Regions from separate parts of the Sus scrofa genome. Here region 2 is linked to region 1. A link is a contact called in public Hi-C data. All regions are on one chromosome and are shown on one strand. The core of a region is the stretch at or near the end of the contact, and the rest is flanking DNA. Distances in the headings are between cores, read along the strand shown. Region 1 overlaps LOC102161092 (a long non-coding RNA gene). Region 2 overlaps COL28A1 (collagen alpha-1(XXVIII) chain).

The links. Hi-C and Micro-C count contacts between places; a contact is called where the count stands out from the background.
Region 2: a Hi-C map of liver shows a contact between it and region 1, with 5 times the contacts expected there. The contact joins two enhancer-like sites. A contact is called at or near these places in 2 of 47 Hi-C or Micro-C datasets (liver and skeletal muscle).

Annotation. Positions count from the first base shown.
Region 1 is chr9:77,444,322-77,451,357 of Sscrofa11.1, reverse strand. All of the region lies in intron 3 of LOC102161092 (a long non-coding RNA gene), which reads left to right. Among named protein-coding and RNA genes, the nearest start is that of C1GALT1, 62 kb to the left of the region's middle. Within about 2 kb of position 2,882, at least 6 of the 83 cell types and tissues checked have an H3K27ac peak or open chromatin away from gene starts, as enhancers often do. A contact at or near this core is called in liver, where this site is marked.
Region 2 is chr9:77,701,433-77,708,468 of Sscrofa11.1, reverse strand. The region is part of intron 27 of COL28A1 (collagen alpha-1(XXVIII) chain); the gene reads left to right. The region is part of intron 2 of LOC110255476 (a long non-coding RNA gene); the gene reads right to left. Among named protein-coding and RNA genes, the nearest start is that of COL28A1, 140 kb to the left of the region's middle. Within about 2 kb of position 2,973, at least 42 of the 83 cell types and tissues checked have an H3K27ac peak or open chromatin away from gene starts, as enhancers often do. A contact at or near this core is called in liver, where this site is marked.

The DNA of each region.
Region 1 (7,036 bases), core at 1,633-4,132:
ACCTGTAAAACCCCCTTCTGAAATTGACTGAGAACATTAGCAAAGAATTTGGTGTGATCTAGATATCGAGGACAGAAACATTTAGAATAGTCACTTCTAGGATATGGGTTTTTTGTTTGGAGCATTTAGCACCAAATGTACCTGAGGGTTGAATTAGAACTACAGCTGCTGGTCTACACCACAGCCACAGCAATGCCAGATCGGAGCCGTGTCTAAGACCTACACCACAGCTCACAGCAACGCCAGATCCTTAACCTACTGAGTGAGGCCAGGAACTGAACTTGCATCCTCATGGATACTAGTTGGATTCTTAACCCACCAAGTCACAGTGGGAACTCTTGGAGTATGCACTTTCATTTAAAGTTTTAATTGACTGCAACTGGCCTGCAGTTTATCCTAACTAGGACAAATAAAATATCTTAATTTAATTTGATTTAATTCCTATCCTCAAAACATGGCTTTCACACATGCTTCTGCTTAGAGCTCATTGGCTGGAAGTTGGTAACGTGGCCACATTCAGCTGCAAGGGAGGCTGGCAAGTGTAGCCTTTTCCTAGGAGACTCTGTGCCCAGATATAATAGGTTTTACTACCAAAGGAAAAGAGATGAGCAGATACTTTGTGAACTCTGCAAGCCTTCCCATGTAGAGGAGAGACTCACTATGGTTGCTCAATATTTTCACACACATTGAAATGAATAAATCCCTACCCTACCCTCAGCCTGTGGAAAACTTTCCAGGTATGAGAAATAGTCTCATGTTTTCCCAGAAATTGGTCAGGGATGTGGCAGTGGCTTGTTGGTGGATAGATGTGTGAAGGCAACACATCTCCCTTCAGTTCTTTTACGTTCCAGGTTATGTTAGGATCTTGCTTCTAAAAGTGTGTCCATGGATTAGCAGCTTCTGTATCACCTGGGAGCTTGTTAAAATTGCCAACTCTGCATACTAACAAGACCTGCACACTAACAAGTCTAGTTTGAGAAGCACTGTTTTCGAATGCTTGCCCCTCTTTTCCTCAACACACAGATAGCCAGACACATTGTGATTTGTGCTCAAGTGTTTCCTCCACAGGGCAACTTAGACCTGGAGCACAAAAGTCTGAAAGAATTCATGGAAAAGTGGTGTATTATAATTTAGATCATAAATTACTCAGCATTTCATGCAGGTTAGCTTATTATTCTATACAAAAAGCAATTAATAAATATTTTTTTTCTATGAGAAGAAAGTAACAAGAAGAATATGTTAAGACTGTATCTGGTAATGTACGGACATGATAAACATAATTAACATTGCTGTATGTTATATAAGAAAGTTGTTAAGAGATTAAATATGAAGAATTCTCTTCAAAAGGAATATAGAAATTTTTGCTTTAATTTCTTTTTTTTTCTTTTTAAGGGCCGCACCTGCAGCGTATGGAAGTTCCCAGGCTAGGGGTCGAATCAGAGCTACAGCTGCCGGCCTACTCCACAGCCACAGCAACTCGGGATCCGAGCCACATCTGTGATCTACACCACAGCTCGTGGCAACACCGGATCCTTAACCCAATGAGCAAGGTCAGGGATTGAACACGCATCCTCATGGATCCTAGCTGGGTTTGTTAACCACTGAGGCATGAAGGGAACTTCTAATTTTTCTTTTGTTTGTGTCGATACGAGGTGATGGATGTTCACCAAACTTGTAATTATTTCACGATATATGTAAGTCAAATTATTATGCTGTTTGGTTTCAATTTGTACAGTACTGTATGTCGATTACATTTCAATGAAACTAAGGAGAAAAAAAGATGTATTATATAAAATTCTTTGTATTACATATTAAAAAAAGAGTGGATCTGTTTGGATGATGGATCTCTGAATCATTTTCCAACTTTGTCATAGTTGTCAGAATTTTCTTTTATGAACATAAACTTTGTTAAAGTGGAAAAAATGTTTGAGAATTATATGAAACATATTTGTTTTAGCTGTAGCAATCAGTTAGCTAGCTAACAAACAGATCTCTAACTAGTCTGGAGGAAAACAGCAATGGCATGGGATCATTATGGATCCACCCAAGGCAAGCTTCTGCAGTTGCCAAAATAAACTGCTTATTCACAGGAGATGGGCAGTGCTTATTTTGGAATATTGCTCTTAATTGCTGACTTCTGCAACTCAAAAAATTTTACTGTCATTTCCCAACTTTGCTCTAACATATTTTCATCTTGAAACTTGGCACAAATGTAATTTTCTTTTCATAATTGAAATGATTCAATTCAGCTACATTTATTTATTGGACAGCTGAAGGTTACACAACTCTAAATCTTTTTTTTTTTTTTTTTCTTTTTGGAAGCAATGTAGAAGGGAATTAAAAACCATGGTCCCTGTGTATTTAGGAACTCACTTGGAAAGACTATTGTGAAATTCTTTGATAACTCTTTCAAAATTAGGATTTAAGTGTGCTAAATAATTTTATTCTGATTGAATATACTTATAACTATAAATATACATATACATACATGTTATTTATATTCATATGTATAAATATAAATTATACATATTCCCCAAACCCATGGTATATCTCATCCACTTGATATAAAAACAGGAATAAACTCTAGCCTTAAAGATCAAGATCCATTGGAGAAATAGTATGAAAGTAAGATGATTTCACAGTAACAAATGTTGAAGCACATCGAAGGTCTGGAGAAAGATGAAAAAGGACAAAGGGGAGCAGAGAAAGCATTAGGTTTCCTTAGTTGTTGGCATGAGCTCTTATAGGAGAGCTTACAATGGAAAATTCATGCCTGACCTTTGACTCCGTTTTTTTTTTTTTTGGCTGCCTTGAAATATGGAGTTCTGGGGCCAGGGTCAGATCTGAGCCACAGTTGTGACCTTTGCCACCACTGCACTGTTGCAGGATCCTTTTAACCCTCTGTGCTGGGCTGGGGATATAACCTTAACCTGCCTCCTGGCCCTGCAGAGACACCAGCGATCCCATCGCACCACAGCAGGAACTCCATGTTTACTGTCTGTCATATGTTTACTTGCTATCTTATTTACTGAAGTGTCTTTTTAGATCTTTTGCTCCCCCCTCTTTTTTCCTTTCTAGGGCCACACCTGAGACATATGGAAATTCCCAGACTAGAGGTTGAATCAGAGCTGCAGCTGCCAGCCTACACCACAGATAGAGCAATGCCGGATTGGAGCTGCATCTGTGAACAATGCTGCAGCTCACTGCAACGCTGGATCCTTAACCCACTGAGCAAGGCCAGGGATTGAACTGGCATCCTCAGAGACACTATGTCGTGTTCTTAACCTGCTGAGCTGCAATGGGAACTCTGTGACCCTTGACTCTTGAAACTGCAAAACTGAATTTTCCCAGAAGAAATTTTTACTCTAGTGGTGGAAGATTAAAAACAGTCAAGGATTAGTAAAGACTCAACATTATACCAGATGATTTTTTTAAAAAAACCCTATAATTCTCTGACATTTTAATTTGTGTATTGATTGATAAAGATGTTCATTTTTATGTATAGTGTAGTGGAAAAATATTGCCTGCCATATGGGTAAACAAAGGATGTGACAGACATCAAGCCAGCAGCCACCCCCAACTCTGCATCCTGAGGGAATTCAGGATGGAAAAAAAACAGGAAACAACTCCTAGATAGTCAAGGTGCATATCAAAGGAATGATTTCATTGAGCGAGGACTCTTACATTTCCCATATGTAAAAAAGCGCTAAATTCCTTAACTTGAGATATCTGGTTTCTTTTAATGGTAAACTTTCTATGTTCTGGATACCTGGCTTTTGTTGCAAAACTCCTATATATCTTGGCTGCTCCCTTATTTGTCTGGAGAAGGCCCTCAGAGCTATCTGAGAAGCTGTCTTCTGGCCTGAAGTCCTGAGTTTTTTTTGGCCAAATAAAACATAATTCTCAACGTTTAGGTTGTGCTTTTTTTTTTTTTTTTCAGTCGACAATAGCTTTGTTAATAATTCTTTGCATTTTTAAAAAACAGAAACCAAGATATTAAAATTAATGATTTTTATTTTTTTAGTTGCAAGAAAAAGATACCCGCTCACACTAGCATAGTTATTAGCAAGGAAGATTTATTTAGTGTTAGAGATATTTCACAGAATCCTGTGCACCTGGGTCTCACACAAACTAGAAAGCTGTTCAGAACTGAGGTAATCTCAGCTTCTTTTTGTTTGTTTTTTCTCCAGGGCCACAACCGCAGCATATGGAGGTTCCCAGGCTAGGGGTCTAATCAGAGCTGTTGCTGCTGGCCTACTCCAGAGCCACAGCAATGCCAGATCTAAGCCGCGTCTGCAACCTACACCACAGCTCACGGCAACGCCGGATCCTTAACCCACTGAGTAAGGCCAGGGATCAAACCTACAACCTCACGGTTCCTAGTTAGATTCGTTAACCACTGAGCAACAAAAGGAGCTCCTAATCGCAGCTTCTTTTCACTAATCTCAGTTTCTTCTCCACATCTATACCACGTTCATCTCCTTTGCTTTCTCATCATCTTGCAAATGGCTGCCTCAGCTACTGAGCTGACATGGCTTTGTCATTTCAATACTGACCCCCCCGCCCCTGTAAACAATCTCTGTATTTTATAGTGTGAATTCACAATGGATGGAAACTGATTGGTCCAGATCATTTGTCCAAGTCAAGTCACACCAATTGAAGGTCTCATCCAGCAAAGGATTGGCTGCCCTTTTGGAGCTGATATCTGGTCCTTCTCTACCTGGGAGAAGGAGTGATAGCATGTGATATGCTAGGCTGCCTTATTCTTCTTGCCATATCCTGATTTCAGATCAAAAATAAAGAAAGAAATTGGGTTTGGCCTCAGCAAACCCGAATTAATAAGATGAAGCTATAGAAGATTGTGCACATGAAATAAATAACATAACTTGGCTAAGTGACCAAATAAATGACAAAAAGTACCAAGGGATGAGAATTCAGTGTGATTTATAGTCACCTGAGAAATCTTATGACAATATGAAATGTTGCAAGCTGAAGGAGATTGTCAGATATGCCTCCCCACTCCCAAAACAAAAAAATAGTAGAAAAAAGATGTGTTGTTCCTTGAGTAACAAGTTGCAGATTAAAATTAACATTAACCATTTTTAATTTTTTTTTTATTATGCAAAGCTGCATGAGGTCTTCAGAAGATCTAAATAGACATTTCTCCAAAGAAGGCAGGCAGATGGCCAAAAAGCACATGAAAATATAGACTATCAGCAGAAACGAATCCAACTAATATCCATAAGGTCATGGGTTCATCCCTGACCTCGCTCAGTGGGTCAGGGATCTGGTTTGCTTTGAGCTGTGGTAAGGATGCATGCACGGCTCGTATCCCTTGTTGCTGTGGCTGTGGTGTAGGTGGGCAGCTGTAGCTCCTATTTGACCCCTAGCTCCTTTCTATACCTCTTTTCTTGACAAATAGATAGGTAGATAGATTATGCATACATTTTATTTCTTTTCTGAACCATTTGAGAGTCAGACATGGTACCATGTTTTACTTAAATACTTCATTGTGCATTTCCTTAGAACGTTCTCTTACACAAGAACTGGAAAAGTATCAAAATTAAGTAATTAACATTGATATAATTCTGTTGATCTTATTCATATTTTGCTACTTTTAAAAAAAGTTCTTTTTAGCAATAGAAATTTCCAATTGCCATGTTCTTTTTTTTTTGTTGTTGTTTCGTTTTGGTTTTTTTTTGTTTTTTAGTGCTACACCCATGGCATATGAAAGTTCCCAGACTGAATTGGAGCTGCAGCTGCCGGCCTACACCACAGCCACAGCAACACAGGACCCAAGCTGCATCTGCAACCTACTCAACAGTTCATGGCAATGCTGGATCCTTAACCCACTGAATGAGACCAGGGATTGAACCTGCATTCTCATGGATGCTAGTTGGGTTTGTTACCACTAAGCCATTATGGGAACTCACTAGGTCTCTTCTTACCTCTTTTCCTCAGCTTTTTTGTGTTTCATGGTATTTACATTTAAGACTACTCTTGTAGAAGTCATTCAGTCTGTGTTTGTCTAATATTTCTTATGATTAAATTCAGTTTATACCTTTTTTAGCATCAAACCACAATAATGAAGATTTTCTCAGTGTACCTTATCAGGAAACATGTGAAGTTCATTTGTCTCATTACTGCCTAATTTTTAATGTGAACAGCAGCCAAGGATCAATAGATATCAGGTGAAAGTTTCCAACATGAAAGGGAAAAGCCAAGATAAACTAACAGGAAGAAGAAGAAAAAAGAATTCAGGGAACAGAAGTACACTTTAAAATAGGAGAGACTTTCCAGTTGGTAGCTTCTGAGATATCAAAAGTGGTGGCAAATATAAAATAGGAAACTGTGTGCTATGCAATAGAAAGAACACTTGGAAAATAAATAGTAATTGAAGGAATTAAAATTTTGAAAGTTTTAAAGATGAAGTCAAGAAACTCATCTAGAAAATAGGGGGAAAAAAGAGAAAAAGAGAGATGAGAAAGGTAAGATATAAAAAACATGGCATATCAGTGCTGGAATTCTGTAAGAGGATCAGATTTGGCGAATCATACAACAGAAAGTCACTAAAACATCAGAGATGGACAAGATAGAAGTTTTTCACTCACATAAAACAGGTAGATAGCTCTCAGGTGGTTTGGTAACTTCAGGGAGTCACCAGGAACATTAGACCATTACCTTCCTGTTCTACCATGTAGTAAATGCTTTCCATTTTCAAAGGCACCTCATGGTCCAAAGACGGCTGCTGGAACTTTGGCCATTGTGTCTGAGTCCAGGCCAAAAAAGAAGCCAGAAGGACCAAAATTTTTTTAAAAAGGGCGGTGGTGGTTTACAGATTGTGCCAAAACTTAAGCAGCTTTTCCATAATCGTGCTTGCATTTCTTTTGCCAAATCCACCTGGAAGAAAAGTTATGAAGTATATTTATTCTGGGCAGCAGTGTGATTAGAAAATGATAAGATACTCTAAGATATTGATACTGAGTTAGGCAGCCAGCAAATTCTGCCTCCCGGTTTAATGTGCAACATAGTTTCC
Region 2 (7,036 bases), core at 1,724-4,223, 260 kb before region 1:
TTTGATAAAATTAAACATGTAACATATAGTCTAAACAAGTTTCCTTTTCCCCAGAATCAGAAGGCTGATGATATAAACATCATTTTTCATCAGGCTTCACACCTAAAAGTGTGACAGTTCAGACACATTCATTGTGGCAGCTGGAGCTGCTCCCATCTGCTCATGTATAAAAGCTGCCTGCTGTACTTTTCAGCTTGTCTTAAAAGAAAAGGCTCTCACTCTACATTTCCTTTGGTGTTTCGGAAGTCTGTGCATACCGAGGATAGGTAACTCTAACTAGAATCTTCCCATTGGTTAAATGCTCAAGGATGCACGGCTTATATATTTGGGTAGATTTGGAATTCCTTGGGTTTATACCTCATGAAGACTGTTTGGCTTGTCCATCCTTTTTTCTTTAAGGCCCCTATCTCAGGGGATTTGGACACTAGCTTTAGGAGGAAGTAGTTTCCTGTTTGTGTGAAATGAAAGGATGCTGGGGTAACCTGGGATGAGTCACTGATCCAAAAAGATTAATTGAATACCTACTTTGTGCCAGACACTGAGATAGACACTAAGATAAAACAATGCCCAATATATGGCCAGAGAGCTTATGGTCAGAAGTAGATCTATATAAGTTAAGGTTAAAATGAGATGAAGCCTTTGGAGAAACAGGCTACAAAATAGGCAGAGCCAGTCTGTGAAGGGCTTTCCTCTAAGCTGAAGAACTTAAGATGGAGTTGATCAATTAGTGACTCCTTTGGCTTCCAACCTGATCTATCAGCATCACCCTGGAACATGTTAGAAGTGCAAGTTCTTGGGCCCCACCTGGACATGATGAGTGAGTAACTCTGAGGGGAGAGCCCAGTGGTCCTTTCTTTAACCAGCTCTACAGATATTTCTGATCTGCACCAAAATTTGAGAAGCATTGCTCTGATGAAAGAGAGGCCTTAAAGTGTTTCTTTAAAAAAAATCACTTTCATGGTGATATAATTCATATACCATACAGGTCATTTGCTTAAAGTGTACAGTACAATGTTTTTAGTGTTTTCGGAGTTGTGCAACAATTGTGAAATCAAATTCTAGGACATTCTCATCATGCCCAACAGAAACCCTGTGTCTCATAGCAGTCACTCTCCATTCCCTTCCCATTCAACCTCTAGCCCCTGGCAACTACTAAACTGCTTTCTGTCTCCATGGATTTGCTGATTCTGGACATTTTATATAAATAGAATCATACAATATGTGGTCTTTTTTGACTTCTTTCACTTAGTGTGATGTTTTCAGGGGACAGCCATGTTGTACTAGAACTTCCTTTTTATGACCAAGTAATACTCCATTATATGGATATACCACATTTTGTTTATCCATTTGTCCACTGATGAACGTTTGGGTTGTTTCTACCTTTTGGCTCTTATAAATAATGCTGTTATGAACATATGTGGGCACATTTTTATGTTTTCCATTTTCTTGGGAAATAACATGGAAGAGGTTTAAAAACAGGAGTGATGGGGCCAGGTGCATGTTTTAGTGCATTACAGTTGAGGTCAGTGCTTCTCATTCTCCTCACTATTCACATGCCTGGAACACTCCATCAGAAACTCTGTTTCCTTTTTAGGAAGTGGTGTGGGGATAGCAGGTGGGCTGTGTGGTTGGAAATATACTTCTCCCCTTGCATCCTGAGGGTACCCTGTAGCAGCTCCTTTTCCTGTCCACATTTGATAATCTGTGGTATAGATGCATGCAAGTGGAAGTAAAGACATGGATTAAGTAGTTATTGTAATAACTTAGTCCACAGGTGACGTATATCTGAACCAGGGAAAGTTTAGAAGGGATGAGCTTGTTGATTATGAACCATTATCCTTAGTGATGCACAGCCTTCTTCCACTAGTTTCCAGCTATCCTGCAAAGGCCATTGGTATATTGAATAACCTCTTTTGTGTGAAATATTTTCCAGCATTGCTCTGTCTCTTAGAAGGAGAGATGCCACAGTTGAGCATCACTTCTCAGAGAACTGTTCTTGCCTGCAAAATACAAAGCCACCCTAGTCACTACTCATGGCCTATTTTAATATTAGAATTTTCCCTTTGTGACACCTGAAATACAAATGATTTCTGAGCCAAATTATTTTTTGATAACAATGCAAAGTGCTCTGAGTTGTGATCTTATCTACTAAAAGTAAGAGGAATGAAAATATTAGTATCTGTGTTAGTTTCCTGTTTTCTATGGCTGCCCTAACAAATCACTACAAATTCAGTGATTTTTAATACAATACCAGTTTTTTCTTTTGCAACTGTGGAGCTCAGAAGGCTGAAATGAATCTTATGTGGCTGCAGTCCCACCGACCAGGAGTCCAGAGGCTTAGGGAGGGGGAGCGTATATCTTCCCTTGGTTTTTCCAGAGTCTAGAGCCAAGTTCTTCATGTTCTTTGGTTTATAGCCACTTCCTCTATCTTCAAAGCCAGTGGCTTACATTTTTTTTCTCTGCCTCTGTTTGACTGTTTCAGTCACAGGGCCTTCTCTTGGCAAAACCTCCTTCCTGCTTCTCTGTTATAAGGATTTTTGAGATTGCTTTTAGGACCCACCCTGATAACCCAAGATAATCTCCCCACTCAAGATCCTTAACTTCATCCAGCTGCCAAAGTATTCCCCACCCCCAGCATAAAATAACATTCACAGGTTCGAGACATAGGACCTGCATATCTTGGGGGAGCCCTTATTCAGCCTACCCCACTATGAAATCAGCACACAGCTGCTTCTGGGTCCATTCTTTTGTGTTAATGAAATGATAGATGGAAAATAGAAGAGTACATTTCCTGGAATCCTTTCATTCAGCAAACTTACACACGGGATTGAACATAGTGCTACGAGGCCCCAAAGAGGAGGCTCCACTTTCTGCTGCTGCGGTGGCAGCTGTGGCCACACAGATCAGCACCTCCCACTGTCGCTTGCGCCCTTGCGACAGGGCTGACTCAGCCTGTGCAGTCAGCAGAATGCTTCTTGCATGAGTCACTGTGGTCTTCTGACTTGTGGGCAAAGCCCTCACCTGCTTTGTTCAGCGGTCTCCAAAGACAGTGCCCCAGGAATTATTAATAAGGTCGGCCTGCTTATAAATACCTCCTTTGGTTGACCCACATGGAGATTGCCACTGGCACTTTTCCGTGCATCTCTATCTTGTTATCTCTTTTCCACATGGATCCCTAAATGCCTATCAAGAAATTTACCAGGATATCCATGCGCGTTTGTGAGGCTACATAAGACAGGGTTGAGGATGCACTGTCTCTAGGTAACTTCTACCAAAAAGATGGCTCGCCCCCACATCCACTATCTCCAGCTCAGAATGATATGCAGGGCCCTGGAACAGGCACCTGGCAGAGTAGAGAGATAAATAAGACGAAGTACTTGTATTGGGAGTTTAAGATAAGGGGGGCAAAAAGGATGTGAGCACCCAAACCTTCTCTGTGATGCTCTGCAGGAGAGGTGTGGGTAGATATGAGGGAGTTACCCCCCCTTTTTTTTTTTAGCTTTTTAGGGCCGCACCTGTGGCATATGGAGGTTCCCAGGCTAGGGGTCCAAATGAAGCTACAGCTGCCAGCCTACATCAGAGCCACAGCAACACCAGATCTGAGCTGCTTCTGCAACCTACACCACAGCTCATGGCAATGCCGGATCCTTAACCCACTAAGCGAGGCCAAGAATCGAACCCACAACCTCATGGGTCCTAGGCAGATTCGTTTCCACTGCTCCATGACAGGAACTCCAAGGGAGTTACTCTTGGCCAGGGATGCCAGCGGGGGGTGGCGGGGGGAGGGGTGGTGGTTGCTCAGGGAAGATGTCTTAGGTGTGTTTGGTGGGCTGGACTAGCCCACAGATGGGACAAGGGTATTCAGGGAGCACAGACAAGGTCAGAAGTATGTGTTGCAGCAAACGCATGGGAGGTCTCTAATGGTCTGGCCTGAGGATGGTTTCCTGACCCTCCCCAGGCAGCAGGATGTCTGCAGAGGTCTGGGCCCAGGATTCATTCCTGTAGCTTTTAGTCATTTTCTTTCCCTCAGCCACCATGGATCACCCCTGTCCTAGAGGTGACAGTGTTTGCTGCACTTCCTCCAGCAGTTTAAGATTTTTGTCCCATGGGGCTTCATGCCTTTCCCTGGGGACTGCTCCTCCTCCCTCCCCCAGGCCTGCAGCACTAGGGAAGCTTGGGCACTGGCCCTGTTCCCAGTCAGTCTCTCCAGCACTAGCGAGCCTGCAGGGGTGAATCCCTCTTGTGACTGAAGGGTTCTGTCTTCTCATACTAGCCCATATGAGGCCTTTAACAATTTAAGAATTTTAGCGGAACTTCCCCTTCCAGCTTGAATGACATCCGTGTCTCCAGCAGGTTTAAGTGTCCCTGTCCTAGTTCTCCTTGGAGGAGCCTGGGTTGCCCTGCAACCACAGCTCTAAGGTGGATTTAAGGAAAGTTATGACCTCCTAGATTAGTTAGCATTTTTTGTTAAAGTGTTAAGAATACAGGCAGTCTTTTCTAGTTTTCTACATCCTAAGAGGCAACCAGACATCCATTTTATATTTTTTGATCATCTGTGAACTTGATTATTTTTCCTTACTGAGAAAATATTTGGAAAGAAAAATTCTTGTTTTCTGACATCAGTAATACAAAAAAAAATCTATTAAAATACTGTTATTCCTAGAAATTATCCTTAGAAATCTCTCTTGCAGAGAATAACCAATCATCTGAATAATTCAAACAGTCACATCTTTAACAAGAAAGAGCAGAGTTCCCGTTGTGGCGCAGTGGTTAACGAATCCGACTAGGAACCATGAGGTTGCGGGTTCGATCCCTGCCCTTGCTCAGTGGGTCAAGGTTCCAGCGTTGCCGTGAGCTGTGGTGTAGGTTGAAGACGCGGCTCAGATCCTGCATTGCTGTGGCTCTGGCCTAGGCTGGCAGCTACAGCTCCGATTAGACCCCTAGCCTGGGAATCTCCATATGCCGCGGGAGCGGCCCAAGAAATGGCAAAAAGACAAAAAAAAAAAAAAGAAAGAAAGAGCTAAGCATGAGATATAGTGATTAAGAATCTGGGTGTGAAATTTGGACTTAATTGTACCTTCAGATAGACAGGTTCACTCTTGCAGTGGCTTCTGACCCACCCTGAAGTCATTGCCTATCATTTTCCTGAAACTTGTAAAGAAAAAAAATCTCAATGCATAGTATTCACCTTGGCTAAGCTAAGGCAGGGACTTGTTAAATGCTTTTAGCCAGACTTTCTCCTCTGAAAATTATAGGAAACCTTCAAATATTTTGATGGGAAATACGGTTTTTTAAAAATGCCTTTATTATAGGGAAACCCAGCTGCCTGGAATAGGTACAGTAATAACAGTTATTTATAAAATGTCTATATTATGAAGTAATATGAAATAAATTCCTGAACAAGGAACTGATTCTAACATGATAATTGGCTACTCTGAGGCTTTTCCCCCAGGGCATGACATTGAAGGCATAGTTGCTTTTAACTTTGCAAAGAAATTGTGTCATTTCTTAAATGTAGCTAGTCACAAATATTTATTGTACATCTTCTAGATTAGCTGCTATGGGAATCTGAAAGGTTGTAAAATAAATAATTTTTTTTTTTTTTTTTTTTTTTTTTTTTTGCCTTTTCTTGGGCTGCTCCCGCAGCATATGGAGGTTCCCAGGCTAGGGGTCAAATCGGAGCCATAGCCGCCTGGCCCACACCAGAGCCACAGCAACTCGGGATCGGAGCTGCATCTGCTACCTACACCACAGCTCATGGCAATGCCAGATCCTTAACCCACCGAGCAAGGCCAGGGATCAACCCCACAACCTCATGGTTCCTAGTCGGATTTGTTAACCACTGAGCCATGACGGGAACTCCTAGATAATTATTCTTAGTAATTGTCAGAAAGGTATCAAGTTCTTTCTGGATCCACTTTTTGTAAATTGATGATAATCAATCCATCGTCACAACCCTAGTCCCAGCTCCTTTTGTTTTTCATACTATTCTGTCCTTTGTGGCTGGACCAGAGCCAGCTGCAGATTTCCTTTGAAAGTTCTCTTGTGAACCTTTAATCTCTCTTACCTCTGGCTAGAAACCCTCACAACCCCCCAACTCAGGTACCAGTGCTTCCAAGCATCTCCTTGACAACACCACGGCATCTTCAACTAGGTAACTGGTTGAATAAAGATGTCCTCATTCTCCTCCACAAAAAAAAAAAAAAAAAAAAAAAAAAAAAAAAAAAAAAAAATCTTAGAAAACAAACTGTCATTTACTGATATCCTTCTGAGGATACCAGAGTTACTGCAATGTGGGATCCAAGCTGCATCTGCGACCCCCACTACAGCTCACGGCAATGCTGGGTCTAGATCTGGTCATGAGCTGTGGCATAGGTTGCAGAGGTGGCTCAGATCTGGTGTGGCTGTGGCTGGCGGCTACAGCTCTGACTCTATGCCTAGCTTGGGAACCTCCACATGCCACAGGTGTGGCCCTAAAAAGCAAAAAAAAAAAAAAAAAAAATTGATGAAAATGAGACATTAATTTTAGAAAGAGGTTTCCTCTCTCTTTTGAGGAATAGGATTGGATACATTGGGGGTTTCAATGGTATCTGTACTAGAGCACTTTTTAATATGGTGGTATATTGGTATTTGTCTTTTTCTATATACATTTTGTGTGTCTGTAATATTTTAACAATTTTGTTTTTGTTTTTGTTTTTTAGGGCCACACCAGTGGTATATGGAAATAACCAGGCTACAGGTCTAATCGGAGCTGTAGCTGTCAGCCTATACCACAGCCACAGCAATGCCAGATCCAAGCATCACAGCTCCCAGGAACACTGGATCCTTAACCCACTGAGCAAGGCCAGGGATGGAACCTGCATCCTCATGGATATTAGTTGAGTTTATTACCCCTGAGCCATAAGGAGAACTCCTATTTTAATAATTTTAAAAAGTTTTTTTTTAAAAAAGCTTGAAAGCCAGTGAGCTAGAAAAAGGGGCTCAATAATGCTGATACTTAAAGCTACAATGGTCTCCAGGCAACCCTGTGTGTCCC